Regions from separate parts of the Sus scrofa genome. Here region 1 is linked to region 2. The links are chromatin contacts, called in public promoter capture Hi-C maps. All regions are on one chromosome and are shown on one strand. Each heading gives the region's core, a stretch centred on a gene start, on an enhancer-like site or on the middle of the called end of the contact. The rest is flanking DNA. Distances are from core to core; before and after follow the strand shown.

Region 1 (5,614 bases), core at 2,518-5,017, 1.0 Mb before region 2:
TTTTTTGGTTTTCACAAATGAGGCAGGAATGAGAAGTGGTAAAGAGTCAAGAGGCCCACCAAATTACCTTTGCCTAAGTGACAACTTGCCTATGGAAAGTGATTAAAGAAATTTTTACATATTGAGATATGGGGGAGTCATTCTGGCTTATAAGGAGTTAAGCTGAATTTTATGCTAACTAAAATAGTCTATTTGTCTCCTATCAAACATACACTGTACATCCGCTTTAACTATTAAAGAAAAGGGCACACTGGAATGTCCACATTAAAGATAAAGATTAAATGCCCCTCTTCATGGGAAGCCAATGCTAGTCCTCCTTTAAAGGTAAGACTCTCTTCCCAGGTGCCAAGGCCATATTGCCTCACTGTGTATGTTCTTTTCTTTATTTATTTATTTATTTATTTATTTATTTAATGTGAAAGAAATGTAACCTTCTCCAGAGCAGTTTCTCAGATAATCTGGGAAGTGGACTCAAATAAAAAACAAACTCTTGTTTATTTTTTTTATTTTATTTTCCAAGCTAATCTTTAGTTTGGCTCAAATAAAAAAATAAACTCTTATTTTTTTATTTTATTTTTGTCTTTTGTCTTTTTAGGGCCACACCCAGGGCATATAGAGGTTCCCAGGCCAGGGGTCAGATCAGAGCTGTAGTTGCCAGCCTTCACCACAGCCACAGGAACGCCAGATCTGAGCTGTGTCTGTGAACCACACCACAGCTCACGGCAATGCTGGATACTTAACCCACTGAGCAAGGCCAGGGATCAAACCTGTATCCTAGTGGATACTAGTCCAGTTCGTTAGCCAATAGGCCATGACGGGAACTCCCAAACTCTTGTTTATTGATTATTTTCATTGGAAAGGAACCTATGACATCCCCTAATCCCCACCTCTCTCTACCTAAATATAAATAAGCAAAACTATAATCCCCAAAGCTGCTCAGGTAACAGAGCATCTAGAAGTCACCAGAACTCTACAGAGCACCCTGAGATATGGCTATCTACTTTAAGCTTAAAATAACTAAATACATCATTTCTGCTAATCAGAAACCCCATTTTATCAGAGATACTAAAAATAAAAGCTATCACAGCTGTGGTGTACGTTGCGGCTGCAGCTCAAATTCAATCCCTGGCACAAGGACTTCCACATGCTGGAAGTGTAGCCATAAAAATTTTAAAAATAAAAACAAAAATGAAAGATACCAAAAGGTTAAGAAAACTTTCTGAGAATGAAACATGGAAATAAGAGAATCCAATACATTCACTTAATTTGTCTGCCTACTGGGGAATAGTCTTCCAGTTCATAGGACACCAGAAACAGGACCTAAAAGGCAATGCAGTTTAACAATACACCCATTACAAGAGGGTGTGTGTAACCAGTACTTTTGAAGTCTGTTCTTGACTAGCAAATTTTTTCTGTAGAGTAAGATAGCAAAATTTTCAGACTTTGAAAGCTAACCATCTCTATTTCAACTATGCAACGACTCAACTCTGCCACTGCTGCTGTGAAAGCAGCTACAAAAACTTAAGAATGAGTCACAGACAAGATGAATGAATGTGGCTGTGTTCCAATAAAACTTGATTTACGGGTAATGAAATATGATTTTCATGTAATTTTCACAGGTCATGAAATAGTAGTCTTTTGATTTTGTTTTTGAACCATTCAAAAATGTACAGAACCTCCCTGGCTGTTAAACCTTATCGGGAAAAAACAAGCTGCAGCAGACAGACTTGGCCTATGGCCCACAAGTTTACAGACCTCAGCTTTTAAAAACCCTACTGTGAACTCCACGGGGGGGGGGGGGGGAAGGGGGGAGTGGAATACAGCCCAGTCTAGATAAATCATACCATTTGTAAACTACCCCATTAGCGAGGGGGGAAATCTGGGCATCTCAGACAAGATTATCCCCATCATCCTCTAAACTCTCTCAGCCCTTCCCTCAGGCAAGCGCACAGGTGCATCCATCTGGAGCTTTGCATTGTATTAGGATTCACGCCAAGGAACTTCAAGTTTTGCTGGGTTCTTAAATGCAATTGTGTACCTAAATTCAACAACAGACCAAAGGATATATGTTATACAAATTTCAATGATGCCACTCTTACAAAAAGTTCATTGTAGCCACCTATACCTAAATTCAACAAATAAACCTGAAACACCATCACCTTGTAAATTTTTTAGACTGGGTGTTGTTTATTCTGCAAAGGGTGACCCAAAAGAGAAATGTCTATAGAAACACAAAAGGGATATTTACACCACAGCTGTTGACCAAGCTGGATGACAAAGTCTAGCGGCTTTTCAGAGTATTCCGCTCTCCACATGAAAATGACATAAAGAGGTCTCTTTGTAGGCTGGTGAAGTCAAGGTCCTCTTATCTAAGGATATCTACGAAACACTAGCCGCCAACATATCCACTCCAAGGCACACCGCGCCCATACCCGGGTTCTGCCCCAGCAGATTAACCTCAGCAACCCAACCCCTGGAGATGGATGGGGCCGTTCGCCCCCGTCATTGCGAGGCAGCGGCCACCTCCCGCCCTCGCTCAGCCCCTCCTTCTCTATTCAGCAGTCCCAGCTTGAATTTCCACGAGATGTGCAGGAAAGAATAGCCCAGGCTTTGTGCCTCTGCAAAGAATGCAAGCAAAAATGTACACCATCACCAAGGCTGAAACACAGACGTACACGCAAGCACATGTCTTTGGAACAGCGCTTCCCAAAAACATTCGGCATCCCGGGGCTAATCGCAAACAAAGGCACCCCTTCGGCGAGCTCGGGGTGGGGGTAAGGGGGGGGGCAGAGAATAAAGGGGGAAGCGAGAGGAAAATGCTCCCATCTACCCAGACAGAGGATGAAAGTGCACTGGCGCCAGGAATGGAGGGTGGGGGGCGGGTACCAGTAAGCTGAGTTCTGAGTACCCCTCTGCCGAGGCGAGAGACGCCAGTTTGGGGGCGCGTCTACCCACCCCTTGGCCACCCCACACTGCTGAGCGCCGCGAAACGACGGACCGGGAATCTGCCCCGGGCGCGGCCACCCCAGCGGAGAGCAACAGGCGCCCGCGCTCTGGAGCGCCAGGCCCGCGGACCAGGCCCGGAGTCCCCCCCCCTTGGCACCCTTTCTATGTCCCTCCAGGCGAAGGAAAAGACTAAACTTTTCAACCTTTTAGAGTCGACAAGAGCAAAAGAAGGGGGGAGGGGTGACAGAAAGGACCAAGACAATCTAAGACCCGGCGAGTCGCAAAGGAAACTTCCAGACTCCATCCTTTTCAAGACCCAGAGGAGCTGCGGCTTCCCAGTAGCGGTGGGCCCTGCGGGGTGGGACAAGAACCCTGTTCGCGGGGCCCACACCCCACCCCCACCCCCACGCCCCACCCCCGCGCCGAACCCCTGAAGCCCGCGCACCTTCCTGGCCGGCGCGCGCGCGGGGCGCGGGGGCGCGCTTCGGCCTCCGGGCCCGGTCTCAGGCCCTGGCGCCGCTTACCCGGCTCGCGGCGGCCGCCCCCGGCGGGAACTCGAAAGGGGCAGAAGGCTGGGGAGCCGGGGTCGCCGAGGACTCGGAGAGCCTAGCCTCGCCCACGCTCGCTCTCTTCTGTCCTGAAGTAACGGCCCGGCCAGGAGCTTCGGGATAAACACGCACAGACGCTCCCGCACAACCGAGAAACTTAATCCCGCTCTGAAGCCAGCTGCCCGACACCAGCCTCGCGCTCCGCCGCGCCCCCTCCCCCTGCGCGCGCCGCACTTGCGCCGACCCCGGCTGCGGCGGAGGCGGCGCGGCGGGTTCCCGGGCTGCCGGGCTGCGTGACGCCTGCGGCCGGCGGGGCGCGGGCGCGCCTCGGCCAATCAGGGGGCGCGGCCCAGCCAGCCGGCCTTGGGGTTTAAACTAGCTCCGTGGGCTCTCCGCTGCGGACGTGGGAAGTGTACCCCGTGTGGTTGCTGGAAAAAAGCCCCGTTAAAGTCACTGTCAAATAAGCATTAATTTGGACAAGCCTGCCCCGTGCCATGTTGGGGATAGACTTACACTAAAAATTTATTCGTTGTTTATCTGAAATTCGGGTTTAACTGGGCAGTGGGCAGCCTGTATTTTCATTTGCAAACTCTGGCAGCTTGTGAGAACTGGTAGCCTCTATTTTTAGTTCTCGGAACTTATTTTTTGTGCGGACTGCTCTCTGGTAGCTTATTAAAATAGCCTGTGATGGTGATGAGAAACACCTTTATAAAATGCATAGGTGGTGCAGCTGTTCTCACTTTCTGAAAAGTTCACTTGTAGCGCATCAATATGCATTCTTAGAGAGATGATCTAACTAAACGACAAAAAGAAAGTGAAAGAAGGATTCAGAACTGCATGGTGCCAGGAGAAACATATTCATTTCTATTTTGTGCCATTTAAGATTGTCTTTCTGATAGCTTCAATTCCTGAGTCCCAGGAATCTTCTCTGTGGAAGAAAATTGCTCCCTTTGTCAAGTCTAATATTAAAGTATACAATAAGAATACTCAGAATCCCAACTTAAAATATTTCAAGAATTTATCTTAATATCCTGAATTTTTTTTTCCTTTGGCAGACCTGTAATTTTTTGTTTTGTCTTAGAAACGCAATTGTATTTCTACGGCATTCACCAAATGTTTAAGGAGGAGCATGGCTAATAAAATATACAAGGCTTCAGAGGGAAACTGGTTTGAGTTTTTAAACAGATATTTTCAGAAATCTGTGAAACAGAACATTTGCCTGCAAATGACCAGAAGTTAAGTAAAGTGAGCTCAGTGTCCTGGATGGAGAGAGTGTCCTTAGCCCAAGGACTCTTGTGCTTTTGTAAATAGTGTGATTTTTCCCACCGAAGAAATAAAAACACTTGACTAGATTTCTTCACGAGTCTATGGCTTTTCATTTCCTCTGGGTCTTCTGAAGATGAAAGTTAAGATAGGATAAAGGAAAACTCATTCCACCTTATCTTTTCATTTGTCTCTTCGACACAATCTCAATCTTGTGTACCCTTTCAATCAGCACCCTCAAGACTCTCCATCTTGAAAAAGAGAGAGAAAAGGAGAAAGAAAGAGGAGAGAAGAGAAAGATGGAAGAGAGGAAGAAAGGAAATACCTCTCCAGCCCATCTTCGCCCATATACCCACTTTCTCCCTTCTTCACAGTTAAGTGTCTTGAAATCAACCAACTGCACCTGGCTGCCTGCCCCCATCACACCACTGAACTGAATGGCTCTTGCTAGGGGTCACCAGTGACTACCCACTACCTGAATTCAGTGGATATGTTTCACTCCTCCTGTTCCTTGTTGCTTTAGATGCAGTCATAACTGCTACACACTCTCTTGCTGAAGTGTTCCCCTCCCCCTGAAAGTCCATGCAGTCACTCTCTGTTGGTTTTGCTCCTTCCTCTTAGTTAGGGGCAGATGTGTGAAAACTGAAGTTTGGCTTACAATTTGGGGCTTGGCTTTAAGAGAAGAAAAACAAAGATAGCATTCTTATGACAATTTTACAATAATATATACCTATGTAAACCCATTGCCCACTCTCCCTAGGCAAGAGAATTTTTGCCTTTATTAGCTGCAAAGTAGATCTGCCTCTGTCAGACCATTCTTTGATATCCTTTGCCAACTAATCTCTCCCTAATCTTTA
Region 2 (5,858 bases), core at 443-2,942:
AGTCCAGAGGCGCCCACAACAACTAGTGCTGGTCCCCTCGCCCAAGTTCACCAGTTGTTTTTGAGAGCTCAGTGTCCCTCTAAAGTTCCTCTAAAGCCAGAGTCCGTCTCGGCGCGCAAGTGACCGAGAAGGGCATCGGGCACCCTGGGCAGGGGCGCAGCAGGCACTCGGGGGGCCGCAGGGGGCGAGCGCTCGCCGGCCTGGGCCCTGCCCACCCCCGGCGGCCTCACCCGGCCCAACCGCCCTGGCAGCTCGCAGTCGTCTGCTCTCAGTGCCCAGGGCGCCGGGATGGGCACGCGCGGTGACCGTGGGCGAGGGACCGTGCGCTGAGTCCCACGCCGCCCTGCAAACCCCACCGCAACTCCCGGCTGTTTCTTCTGCGGGGGACCGGGGTGTGCGGAGATCAACTAGAGCCATTAATTGTCCGCAGACGATAGCAACAAAACAAAACAAAGGCATTTCGGGCTAGAGAGAAAGCTCGAGAGAGCGACCGAGACATGTACCTGAGTGAGACAGATGGGAGAATACATCATGACTTCGCCTTAAAACGCACTTTCCCGGAGATGCCCAAGAAAATCTTCAAAAAGCAAGAATTTCATCTATTCATTTTACAGTCATCTGAGCCTCGCGATGCGATCAATCAGGACCGGGCTCTGCGCTGGATCACCGCAACTTCACAACAAACCCAGTCCTCCTTAAATAGCCAAAGATTCAAGTTCACTCGGCGTGCTAGATTTCCCGGGTTGAAATCCAATCTACACTTTTAACCCTCCTGCAGTCCGAGCGCGCTGGCCGTGCTCGCCGAGGCCGCCGCCGCCGCCGCCGCCGGTGTTGGCTGCTTTTCGCCCGGGTTTGGGGATTTGTTTTCTGTTTTGCAGTTGTTGTTGTTGTTGGGGGCTAGGGGGTGCACGAAGGTTCGGTGTGGGTTGGATTGGGGTAGTAGGTGGTGGTGAAATGCTTTTTTAAAAAAGGCGGGGAGGGGGGCGCAGGAGAGAGGGCGGGAGGGAGAGCGAGGAGAATGTGTCACCGCGCTGGGAAAGTTCAAGGTTACAGCCCGGAGCACTGCGGCAGGATCCCGGAGTGGTGATCGCAGGCGAAACTTTGCCGCGAGCCGACCATGTGTGTGCGCGAGGGGGAGCGTGAGCGAGTGCGCGCGGGTGGCGGGGCGCGCGCGGGAGAGGGCCTGGGTGGGGGCGGGGTGGGGTGGGGGAGCCTGGAGAGGCCGGGGTGAGGGAGGGGGCGCGAGCGCAGGTCTCCCGAGCGGAAGAAGCTCGCGGCGCGCGGTCCCCGGCTGCAGCCGCCCGCGCAGGCTCCTCCACGCCCGCCCGCCGGCCCGCCCGCCTCGCCCCGCGTCTGACCCGGCTGAGCGAGGAGGCTGCTGCTGCTGCCGCTGCCCAGAGCCCAGGGGGATCGGAACGCGCTCCTGAAAAATCCCAAACGATAAATCCCGCTCTCCCGTTCGGCTGCAAACTCCTCTCTTTTCTGCTCTGGGCTCTTTTTTCCCCTCCCTCTCTCGCTTTCTTTCGTTGCAAAACTTGGAAGTTGAAAAATTCACCGGTTCCACCCTCTGGACCCCGCTCGAGCTCTCTCCAAATCAGACTTAAGGATTGTTTTATTATTTAATTACACAATCATCGCTTTACTCCTCCTCCTGCAAACGCGCATTCCTTTTGCACCAGCCTCTCCACACCCCCCGCCCCCCACCTTCCTCCTCCTCCTCCACTAGCTTCTCTCTCTCTCTCTCTCTCTCTCTCTCTCTCTCTCTCTCTCCCTCCCCCCCCCTCTCTCGTTTAAGGTCTCATTCCAGTTCAACAGAACCACTTTTTTTTTTCTCTTTTAATAGATTTTCTTTCGCCCTTTGGACGAATAAGTCCCGCACCCCACCACCACCATACGTACACACCCCCGAAAACCCGCCCTGGAAGAGCTATTTCGGTGCTCGCTGCGCACTCTTTAAGCCGCGGGAACCTCCAAGTGGAAGAAACACTGAGCCGGACTGGGCCCGAGAAAGGAACGAATGGAAAATTCCCTCACACCCTGGCCGCCCCGGGGCCCGGGCTGGGGCGCCGACTCTCGCACCCCGGGCGGGCGCGGTATGCCAAGCCCGCTGGCTAAAGGGAGGAGGGGGAGGTCGGGGAGGCGGGGGCCTGAGTGAACTTGGGCTCAAGTAGTTGGGGCGCGCCGGCATGGTTGGGGGCGGGGCCCTCGGGGGTCTCCCCAGCGCAGGCCCGCGCCCCCGAGCAGCTCCGCAGAAGCAGCGCGCCTCGCCGTGGTTTGCCGCCCTCCCTGGGGGGGTGCCTGGTGCACGTGGCCTCGCTCGGAGCGGGAGGACTGGTCCGAACTGCCGCCACCGCTGCCTCCAGCTCCCGCCTCCTCCTCCTCCTGCAACCCGCTCAGCACTCCTCCTGCAGCCCCTTTGGCTCTCTCCCAATCCCCACCTCCCCGCGGCCCGGGGCGCCGGCGGAAAGCGGCTCCCGCCCAGCTAGGGTGCAGGCAGGGCGGGGCCGCGGCGCACCCGGGGCTGCGGGGCGGCCGGGCGCGCGCACGCGCGCGAGCCGGGTGCGTGTGCCGCTACAAGCCCTGCAGAGGCGGCAGTGCCCGCCTTGCTCCCGCGCGGGGCCCTGCCCCCACCCCGCTCAGAGCGGCGGGCCCCGTGTGAATGAACTTGATTTCGGAGGTTTGGAGGCCGGCGGTTTGTCTTGCACTCTTTCTGCGCGCGCGCATACATACGCGCGCACACACACACACACTCACTCGCTCACTCACATACACACCCCACCCCCCACATTCCGGTTTTCGGCTCGGGGTGGGTGGGGAAGAGGTGGATGCAAAGGCTGGGCAGACAATGGGTAGAGGAAAAGTGAGTGCCAGGGGCTCCGTGTCTACCTAGCCCGGGGCTGCGAATGGGACCTGACAACCTAGCCCCGGGGCGGGGCCTCCCCCGCCTCCGGCTGTGTTCTGGGGCTGTTTCGAGGCTCTCCTCTGATTCTTCTTTCCTCTTTTCCCCGCTTCCCTTACCTCGATTTTTTTTCCCTCAACTTTCTCCTCTCTCAGTCTCTCCGGTTCCTGCCCACCGCCTCCTCCCCTTCACTCCCCACCCCCACAGCCGACCTGAAGGAACCAGTGACTTTTTCCATCACCAAGTGGGAGTTATCCACATCAAGCATTTCACAACGACACATCAAGAAAAGTAGGCAGGTTCAAGTCAACCATGAAATGGTCACTTTTTAACCCCGTCCTGTCCTCATTAGGGAAATGCTCAAACACAGTCCGTTTTCAAAGAGCGCTCTTAATGAGGCAAGCCTGCCAAGTCTACCAGCTGCAGCCCCCGTAAACCAAGAGCCCTAAGAAAAAAGGCGCTGGGGAAGGAGGGGGAGTTGAGGAGGCCGGGGAGCGGGGGGCGGGCATTGAATCTGGGAAGACAGGTAAAGTCGGGGAAATTTAGAGAACTCCCCCGGAGTTAACCCTGTAGGGTACACACCGCTGGAAGCGGCCGCCCTGTTCCTCTAGAGGCAAATCTTCTAATCAGAGCTCTGACAATGTTAATTTCTTTTGTGTGGGTCATTTCTTCTTTTTGAAAAGCCAGGATAAAGTTGACAGTCTTTATAGAGGAAAGAAATTAGGTGACAGTCTGGGTTAATCCAAATACTCATTACTCTCAGAAATTTTTAGGCGTTATCCTAGATTTAAAAAAAAAAAAAAAAGTCCACTAAGCATCACTTTGTATTTCACAATATACTGCATCCCTTTTCTCACCCTCTGACCGGAGTCTGAGGGGAAGGGGGCGGGGAAGCGCTACTGATCATACCAGCTTTAACTACTGGAGTTTCTCTTTGAACAAATATTCAATTTAATCGGAGTTAATTTACCATAAAAGACATTCCCCTTGGCACGAATGTACTCCTGTCCTTGAACACACCTCTTTGAATGCCTGGACTCTTACAGAAGCCATTATTTCGGGGTCTCTTTAAAAATCAAGAGCCCATCTCTCTCTTTCTCTCCCTCCCTCCCTTCTTCCCTCCCTCCTCACCACAACACCCCCAGTGAAATCCTGGCACCCTGAGAGTGCTCAGTTCAGCCAGAGATCCCAGAACCAGCCGCTGTCCCCTGGCAAGAGAGGCCCAGTGCTGAGCCCTAGGCAAGTGTCTGCAGAAAGCGCTTTCCCTCCTCCCTAACAAGTTTCCCTTACCAACAGAAAACCGCTTCCTTTTGCCACCAAAACTAGGTTGCATCCAAAAGTTTCTCACAAGCTTAAAGAAAAATGAGAAATTGTCAACTCTTACGCTGAAGAACCCACAAAAATGCAGCAGCGCCAGGGGTGAAGAAGCAGCAACAGACCCAGGTAAGACCCCAGAGAAGTGACGTCTGGGGCCTCCCAGGCCTATCACTGAGGGGTTCAAATCTCTCCATGTTTGTAGGGCACTTACACTTGGGGCAGAGTTGGGTGGGCATGGAGGATGCTTGGGAATCTGGCTTTTGATTTGTTTCCAAGAAAAAGGAAAGAAAGGAATTATGGTGAGGTAGGGGGAGACTAAAGGGGAGGAAAGGATTAGCAACGGACGACGTCCGGAGTGGCTTTCTATGAGCAGGGTGCTAAGTTTATAGGGCTTTGACTGTCCCGTCAGGCCTTGGAGCCATGGACAGGATGGCTCACGCCCCTTACCCCTTTCCCCCAGAACACTGCTTCTTATGCAGCCAATGCCAAGATCACTGCAAGCTTCCCAAGATGAAATCTAAGAGAGTATTTTGTAAAGAGGGACTGATGGATTTGGGTGTAACATCTGCCTTCTCTCAGCACAGCACTTCACTATCTGTGGTTTGAAAAATACTGATCTTTTAAACCCCAGGTAGAAGAGTCAAGAGGAAGAAGTAGGAAAGTACATACAGTATTTTATCCACTTTCCCTTCTACCCAGCATTTCTTTGCCATGGTATCAAGAGTGGTTTTAAAGTATCTCTGAAAAACTTCTGATACTATCAAAGTGGGCCAAACACTTTTTATTGGTACTTACCTCTCAAACTCTTTCATCTCATTCTCTGTCTCACTGAGGGGGGTGGGGAACAGCCAATTTCCTTCACCCCAAAATCTGGCTGGAGGAACTAGAAAGAAGTGAAAGGCTTCTACAGCAACAACAAAATCTGATATTTTCTTAAAAACCTCTAGATCACCTATTCCCTGCCACCTTATAGGGAGAAAAGTGTTTCTTCTGACATATAGTTTATTAATTTCAAGAAGTGCTGGCGTGTCAGTGCTTCAGGTAACTGGATTTTTCAAAACTCAATTGTATATTTGAAACAGTAAGCGGTGTTATCCAATTGGAGCCTTTCACTGACCTCTAGAGATGAGCTTGACATCTCAAGTGTCTTCTAATATTGATTTTCTTTTAACCTTCTCCCTTCTAAAGAAACTCCGTGACAGGCTGTGAATCCTGAGCAGTTTAGGTAAAGGGAAAGCTTTCTTAGAGCTTAACAATGCTACAAGCTGTTATTTTCAATACACCCGATGCCTTTTTTTTTGTTTTTTTTTTTTTTTTTTTTAGTTCTTGCATGTGATTATAGAGGAGGCTCAACAATTCCACACACCCTGGATGCATGGCCAATATCAATATTTTAAAACTAAATACAAAAGAGGCAGATGACCTCCTGACCCCAGGAAACAGGCCTGTAAAACTACTAGTATTCACTGTACCATGCCCAGGGAACTTATCTTCTTCCAAATGAACCACAAAAATCATACATGTGTAGCCCAGAAAACACAGTGTTATATCCACAAGCAAAAACATCAAAAATCTATGCAAAAACGCATATATAAACAACTAACAAGTACTGAAATTGCCTGCACTTGATGGGAATTGCAAA

Evidence for each region. Promoter capture Hi-C pulls out the DNA fragments that hold promoters and counts their contacts.
Region 1: a contact with region 2 is called in a promoter capture Hi-C map of fetal skeletal muscle, with 8 times the contacts expected there. The contact joins the promoter of MPDZ here to the promoter of NFIB in region 2. A contact is called at or near these places in 2 of 5 promoter capture datasets (fetal skeletal muscle and liver) and 1 of 2 datasets of contacts at active chromatin or transcription factors (skeletal muscle).

What each region holds. Positions count from the first base shown.
Region 1 is chr1:209,179,623-209,185,236 of Sscrofa11.1, reverse strand. MPDZ (multiple PDZ domain protein) reads right to left here and starts at 3,767. Exons shown (of 49, transcript XM_021063703.1): 1 at 3,471-3,767.
Region 2 is chr1:208,178,231-208,184,088 of Sscrofa11.1, reverse strand. It overlaps NFIB (nuclear factor 1 B-type), which reads right to left and starts at 1,692. Exons shown (of 12, transcript XM_021063648.1): 1 at 504-1,692. The coding sequence starts at 533. It overlaps LOC100514506 (a long non-coding RNA gene), which reads left to right and starts at 2,560. Exons shown (of 4, transcript XR_002335940.1): 1 at 2,560-4,342.